2 separate regions of the Gossypium arboreum genome follow, and region 1 is linked to region 2. A link is a contact called in public Hi-C data. All regions are on one chromosome and are shown on one strand. The core of a region is the stretch at or near the end of the contact, and the rest is flanking DNA. Distances in the headings are between cores, read along the strand shown. Region 1 holds the start of LOC108471189 (GEM-like protein 1). Region 2 holds the start of LOC108469703 (14-3-3-like protein B).

Evidence for each region. Hi-C and Micro-C count contacts between places; a contact is called where the count stands out from the background.
Region 1: a contact with region 2 is called in a Hi-C map of leaf, with 4 times the contacts expected there. The contact joins the promoter of LOC108471189 here to the promoter of LOC108469703 in region 2. A contact is called at or near these places in 2 of 5 Hi-C or Micro-C datasets (both in leaf).

The regions. Positions count from the first base shown.
Region 1 is chr3:121,058,941-121,062,771 of ASM2569848v2, reverse strand. LOC108471189 (GEM-like protein 1) reads left to right here and starts at 1,811. Exons shown (of 4, transcript XM_017772797.2): 1 at 1,811-2,386; 2 at 2,468-2,569; 3 at 2,900-3,171. The coding sequence starts at 2,098.
Region 2 is chr3:120,669,621-120,673,795 of ASM2569848v2, reverse strand. It overlaps LOC108469703 (14-3-3-like protein B), which reads right to left and starts at 2,428. Exons shown (of 4, transcript XM_017770701.2): 1 at 1,627-2,428; 2 at 1,329-1,451; 3 at 470-586. The coding sequence starts at 2,124.

The DNA.
Region 1 (3,831 bases), core at 562-3,061, 390 kb before region 2:
CATTGGGTTTCAGTGTCGATTATCTCAGATCAAGACCCTTAATTTACGTCTCGATTTTAGAAGAAACTGCATGAGGCTTTGGGTACTTAATTAGACTTTAGTACTTTGTTCCATATAAAGACTGATAGGCAATCTGAGAGGGTGGTTCAGATACTGGAGGATATGCTATGGAGTTGTGTTATCGACTTCTGTAGTAGTTGGGAGGAGTTTCTGCCACTCGCTGAATTTGCTTATAATAATAGCTTTCAGTTCAATATTTAGATAGTACCGTATGAGCTTTATATGGTCGTAACTTTCACACTCCGATATGTTGGATTGAGTTGGGTCAGAGGAGGATTATGGGTCCAGATATGGTTTCTGAGACTGAGGATAAGGTCAAATTGATTCGGGAAAGTCTTAATTCAGCTTCTAACAGATAGAAGTCTTATGAAGATCTTAAGAGAAAAGATATTGGGTTTGCTATGGGAGATCAAGTTTTCCTTAAAGGTGTCTCTGTGAATGCATTATTTGAAAATGAGAAAATTTTCAAGACATATGTTAATATGAGATGCTATTGTCCCTAAAGACCTTTTTAGTATCATGTAATCATATTAGATCTTGACCAGAGCTGAAATTAAGGTGGGTTAAATTTCTAAATAGGTGGTAAGTTTTTTTTAGTTTAGAGGTGAAGTTAAAAATTTTTTAACAGTAAAATTAAGTTAGGTATTTTTATAAGAGCTAAAATATATTATATTATTTTATTATTTTATATTTTTATAATTTTTAAATAATTAAATTAAAGTTCTATCATTTTAGGAGATAAAATATAAATTTTACTATGCTTTAATTTATAATTTTATAAAATTTAAAGGGTCAAACATATAATTTTTCATTTTAAGAGACTAAAACCTTTGCCAACACTTTACGCCGCCCTTGTTATTACTGTTTCTCTACCTACAAGGCTTGAATCCAAAAATTTATTTAAAATTATCAAATTCTTTACTAGTCAAAACTCTTATTTAGGAGAATATACTTAAGTAAATAATTATATAATCTATAGGGTGTTGAATTCTTACTCTAATTTCTTTCTTTATTTTTTAGAAAATTGCATATAGATTCAAAAATTATGCAACCCTATTTTTATGATATCATAGTGCTATTTGATTTTTTATATTAATTAGGCATTCTATTACACACGTATATTTATGAAAATTACATATTTAAAATATGAATGTTAGTTTTAAAATAATATATAATAAATAATAAAATATATGATTTGAAACTAATTAATAATAATATATGAAATATAGACGATATTAAAATTAAAAAGATTAATTTGTGAGTAAAATAAAATTTAAACACATAAATACTCTATATTAAGAAAACCAAATATATTGCAATCATTTATTATGATGTTATCATCAATCTTTAGTCGTTGTCAAGTTAACTTGTAACACCAACTTAATCAACAATATCATTAATATATAAACTATATATAATATAGTAAAATGTAAATATCATAATAAAATAAAAATTTAATTTAGTGGCGAATTTAATGTTTTATTGATATAAGTAATGCAAGTTTAAATCTCATAACATGTGAATTTTTAATTTTTAAAAAAAATTGAAGAAATTTTAAATAATATAATTTATTTTAATTAAAAATATTCACAAATTTTATAATTAAATTAAAGCATGATTGACTCGTAGTAAGGTTTAAATAATAGAATAGATGTGAGGTAATAAAAGAGGACAAGAATATAGATTTATTACCATACAACTTAATCCGACAAAGCCCAAAGAGACACAAAATCCTAGTTATAAACGGGCTTAGTACAATGTTTGGGCTCAAGTTGAAAGGCGAAGCGAAAATCTAGGACGTATAAGGCCTACCGAGTCGGACGTTACCGGATATTATTATGTCGTTGTCGTTGTCCTGTCGTGTGGCCATCTGCCAATTGCCGGCTGCTCCTTCCAATTTCAAATTCAAACCAAAACTTAACGTAACCAAATTCAACCCCACGACGAATCAATCCTACAATATTCCCTCACGATTTGACCCCTTAAAATATTTTCCATTTCTGTTTCTTCTGATCCCAACATCCATATATATAAATCATGAGCCAGCCAGAGTCCGATCCTAGCAACATCCCCGAAGCCAAACAGTCCACAACATCCTCGGACTCAACCCGAGTGCCGCCTCTCTGTTCCGATTACGCTCCGTACCCGAAATTAGACCCCAAGCACGTCGCTCCTCCACCGGAGAATTGGACTAACGTTTCCATGGGTTCCCAGTCGCAGCCTAATCAAGGGCCGGCGACGTTCTCTGGCAGCGCTGCTACCACCATGCCGGCTGAGTCGAATCCTTACGTTTCTCCTGCTCCGGTTCGATCATCTTCCGTCAAGAGTAACCCACTTGCTTCACCTTCTACTAAATTTGTTCTTTTTATTTGAATACCATTCATATTTAAGCCCTTTCGTTTAGCAGATAAGATGGGAGCAGTGAAAGAGGTGTTAGGGAAATTGGGAAAGAAAGCGGCGGAGGATACTAAGAAGGCAAAAGAGATAGCTGGGAACATGTGGCAACATTGTAATTATTTCTCTTTATTGACCACCCTTGGTTCCCCTGCACGATAGACTCAGTGACTCTTGAATTTTTAATATGAATTTTAGGTAGTGTTTGAATTTGGATTTCAAAAATAGTGTAAATCATGGATAAATAAATATATGTAAATATCAGATTAGTTTTCAAAATTATGGATTTGTTGAATATCTATTTAATAGTTTATACATTTCAAATGTATAGCATTAGGGTATTCTCAATACACGATATCAGTTGATTGGATTATGTTATATGAAGTATATATAATTAGTAAGTTTATGGGGTTTTTTTTTTTTGTTGTTGTTGTTGTTGCAACAGTGAAAACTGGGCCAAGTTTTGCTGATGCTGCTGTAGGAAGAATTGCTCAGGGTACCAAAGTTCTTGCAGAAGGTGGTTATGACAAGATTTTCCGAACAACATTTGAGACTGCTCCTGAGGAACAGCTTCTGAAGACTTATGCATGTTACTTGTCCACCTCGGCTGGTCCTGTTATGGGAGTTTTATATTTGTCAAGTCAAAAGCTTGCTTTTTGTAGCGACAATCCTCTGTCTTACCAAGTTGGTGCTCAGACTCAATGGAGCTACTATAAGGTATAAGAGCTTATGTTATGCGTTTCAGTTGGTCAAGTCATTGCATCTGTGTCTAATTGGTTAGGGTTGAGTGTAGACTGATTTTTTTAGATTTTACATTCCCAGGCAGTTCCATATATCACTAAAAGGACATGAATTATGGATTTTTTTCCCTTTATTGATTACATGTTTTGAAATTAGCATATCGGGGGCTCAATGCTTGATGATTCTATTTCTATCATCTATGTGGTTCCACCAAAAGTTGCCGATCCCGGATGCTTTGTTAGATTAAACCTTTGCTTTTAAATAAGCATCTGCAGTTATGACTTATGACCTGTTCGAGTTATTTGCTAAAGTTTTGTAGACCCCTTGTTTCATAAGGTCTTCATCATCTTTGATTTGTTCTTTTTCCTGCTTGGTTACCGTAGTGCTAGTTTTTGAGTTAGTGCTTTTGTAGTTAAAGCTGTGTTTGCCTTAACTTATTAATAAGGAGAAGTTGGTAATGGAATAGGTAAGGCTATTGAAATGAGTTGTAAAATAAGTGATTTTTCTGAGGTAGTTTATGTACCCCATCTTAATACGAATGTTAGATATTCCGTAACTTGTGTTTTGTTTCTTCCTTTCCAATATCCTTCAGTGACAAAATCCAGATATAGAGTTTCTACCTAAATTGCTTCTAAC
Region 2 (4,175 bases), core at 1,179-3,678:
CACTGAGTTAGGCATGGGTTAATGCATGTGTCAAAATCCCTGTTAGCATGGAGTTTGTGTGTGCCCTTGAGAGGGGCTAACATGGGTGAGGATAATGTGGACTAGGGGGAAATCAATGGTAAATTTGCAGAATTAGGACTGAAAAACGAGTAGAAAGTTGAAACTTTTAAAAACGTAGGGGTATAGGGAACCTTTAGGGTCTTTTTTCTATTCATTCAAAGAATATAATAAGAATAATGTTGATCATAAAGCTTAGTAACTTATTTATACTAGCCTTTCCTGCAAATAAGACTTTATTCCTTGCCCTAGATTTAAAACTTAAAAAGAACTAATCATCTGGGCCAATTACAATAAAAGGAACAACAAAAAAACAACATAATAATGTAATCAGCATTAATAAAAATGATAGATAAAACAAGCTCCTGCTTCAGAGGGGAAGGGGAAGGGTAGAGGAAGGGAGGGCAATGACCTGCACATCCGAAGTCCAGAGAGTAAGATTATCCCTTAGCAGTTGCATAATGAGAGTGCTATCCTTGTATGACTCTTCTCCCAGTGTGTCAAGCTCAGCAATGGCTTCCTCAAATGCCTTTTTTAAAGAAAAACAAGCCAGATTTAATGAATTTCCGAAATTAATTTATGATTTATTCTTACCATGACAAGCAACCATGCATCGACACCCAAGAATATCACAAAGAATGTTTTAAAACAAATTACGAAAGTTATTTTGCAATGATTTCAGAGGTTAGCCTCATTCCATTTATTCTCTCCCCAAAAACATAAGCAAGATAATAGCGAGAAGAAAGACAAACAATTCTTCGTCGGCCAGCACAAATCTATTGAAATTTGGGAAATCTTGTACTAATTTGTTCCCTATCTAACTACAACTCTTAAGTATTTCAAGTTTGTTCACTGACCTACCATCTTACTATGTTGTTCAACTCTTCATTTTTCTTAAAACACCCGTATCTGACTTATTAAGACACGGATATGGAATATCACCCTCCAAATATATATGACTTAATTGCTCATAAGGATTTGGTTTAGCAGATCTGCATCAAAAAACATTATGTACTATAGCTAACACCCTGATTTAACACTAGTTTCTTCCCAAGTTCAAAATTTTCAAAATGAGAAGTGAGTTTAAAGTAATAGAATGATGAGAATCAAACAAATACAAATGGAGCTATCTTTTTGCAATTATCTGAACAAAAAATTATTTAACTCATGCTGGTTCATACTTTAATCTAATAGGCTCCAGATTAAACTAAATGGTGGATTTATAGCATAAAACATGATAAAGTGGTAACAAAAATAACAGGAAAACGCACCTGTTTAGCCATGCTACATGCCTTGTCTGACTGATTGAGAATCTCATAGTAGAACACCGAGAAATTCAGCGCAAGCCCCAATCTGATAGGGTGCGTCGGTGCTAGATCCTCCAGTGCAATATCCTTCATTCAGTTCAACACAAAAATCTAAAGAATCAACTTTGGAAGAAGAAAATATGAAAGAGGTTTCACAATCGAAGCCCCAACCGTAAAGTCATATTCCCCCAAGTCAACATCCAAAATTGTACTGTAAAATTCAACTATTCAATCAAAGCTTGAGCTGGAGTTAAAATGTTACCTGAGCAGCCTTGTAAGACAACATAGTATCCTCAGCAGCAGCTTTCCTCTCATCACCAACCTTAAACTCCGCTAAATAGCGATGATAATCTCCTTTCATCTTCAAATAGAAAACCTTGGACTCACTAGCAGTAGCAGAGAGGATCAGATTCGACTCCAATAAAGTCAAGATACTAGCGCAAACTTCCGACAACTCGGATTCAATCTTGGATCTGTACTCCTTAACCAGCACAACATGTTCCTCGTTCTTTCGACCTTCTTCTTTCTGCTCGATGGAAGAAACGATTCTCCACGCGGCACGTAGAGATCCGATGACGTTTTTGTAGGCGACGGAGAGAAGGTTCCTTTCCTCGACGGTTAATTCAGCGGCTGGGGTTGAGCCCAGGACCAGCTTTTGCATGAACTGAAGCATCTCCTCATAGCGCTCAGCTTGCTCGGATAGCTTCGCTAAGTAAACGTACTGATCGCGGCTCAGGTTGGCGGTGACCGTCGTCGCCATTTGCCGTAATGGTGGGTTTCGAGGGAGAGAACGTTTTTCAGTTTTTTTTTTTTTTGCCTTCGCTTTCGGGAGGGACGCTGAAGGCCTGAAGATTTAGAGGGTTTTTTTTTTTTTAACGCAAGGTTGAGGAGGGTATAATGGTAATTAAAAATGAGAATAGAATTGGTTGTTGGTTTTTTGTTTTTCTTAATTTTATTTAATTAAGATAGACTTATTATTGAATTTTTGAGCGAAGAAAAGTATGGTTTTGTTGGGGAATCTGGATTTGAAAACTAATGATTCAGGATTTAAAATGGAATTGGGCGGTTTTGGAGATAAGATTTGCCTGTAATAAGTGGGACCTAATCCAGCTCGAAACGGTGCCGTTTTGAGCATGACTGATAACGTTTTCAACGCGAGTATCAAATCAAACTCTATCAAAGGCTTCGTCGTTTATAGTTCTCTCCAGCTGGCCTTTGTTTTTTTAAATTGTATTCCTTTTGGCGGCTTTCCTTGTGTTGCAGCAGGCCAGCCAACCAAAATAAAAGTTTTAAAGCTCTAACTTTTCCTCTGCTATAATATAATACACCAACTTTTTAAAAATATTTATTATTCAAAAATTCCTATCTATGGAATGAATTATGCTAAAATATGGATACGGCTTAAAACGCTTCCAATGGGCTGGATGAAGTTGGAACTGCATCTTAATGCAGACCACATCAATATATTAACTTAAGAATTTGTAAAACAACAACGCTAAACTACTTAGTTGGTGACATAATTTTTAGAGTATTTTTATTTTAATCACTTAAAATAAAATTTTTACAATTTGATCACCTAATTTTTAGGATGCTTTCATTTTAATTATCTAAATATTTAATCTCTAATGACTGTTAATTATACACATTACATTATGTTTACACTTTTATTTTGGTCACCTAAAAGATATCTTTTTAAATATTGATTGGGATAAAAATTAAAGATTAAAGTGAAAAGAGGTAGAAACTAAAATAATACACAAAATTTGTCAATTTGTAATTGTTTATTCTATTGTTGAAAATTCTATTTTTAATATCAAAATTTAAATTTCAAAACATCAAAATAAATTGAATAAACTATTGAAACAATTTTATCCATTGATAATGTCAATCGATTTGTATTATAATATTAAAATTAATTCATTTATTCTCCTTTTAAATTTTAAAATTAACAAAATCAACAAATAACTTATATATAATAATTGTCTATGAAGCTTAAATTTATTTTGATTGTATAATTTGGATTCTTCCATGCTAAGCTAAAAGTAAAGAAAATATCCTTGAAATTAATTAAATTAATTGTTTGTTCTATGCTTGGGTAAATAAGTGATGAAAAATTATGACTATTGCTTGGCATGGTAGATAAAATTAATTTATTTATTTAATTGTAAGGATTTTTCTTTACTTCTAGATTAACATAGAAAATTCAAGATTATATAGTTAAAATAAATTTGGGTTTCAGTAAACAACTATTAAAGACAATAAGTTTCATTGATACTTTTGTAAAATAATTTTAAAACATCAAAATAAATTAATAACTTGTTGAAATTTCTTTATTTATTAATAATGTAAATTGATTTGTTACTATAATTTTGAATCTTAATATTTAAAATTTATATTTCAAAAAAAATTAGAACTTTCGCAATGAGATAAACAAGTACAATTTGATAAATTTTGTTTATTATTTTAGTTTCTACCTTTTTAAAACTTTAATCCTTTGTTTTTTTTTACCCGAATCAATATTTAAAAAAGATATTTATTGGGTGACCAAATTGAAAGCAACTTAAAAGTTGAGTAACCAAAATGAAAATGCAAACATGATGTGGTGTCTACAATTAACCACCATCAGAGGTTTACTGCTTGAGTGACTAAAATGAAAGCGCTCTAAAAGTTGGGTGACCAAATTGCAAGGATTTCATTTTAAATGACCAAAATTAAAGTGCCCTAAAAATTGAGTGATCAACTAGAGAATTTACCCTAAAAATAAATATGTAACAACCTGTTTTTTGTCAAATCAGAACAGTGGTTTCAAGA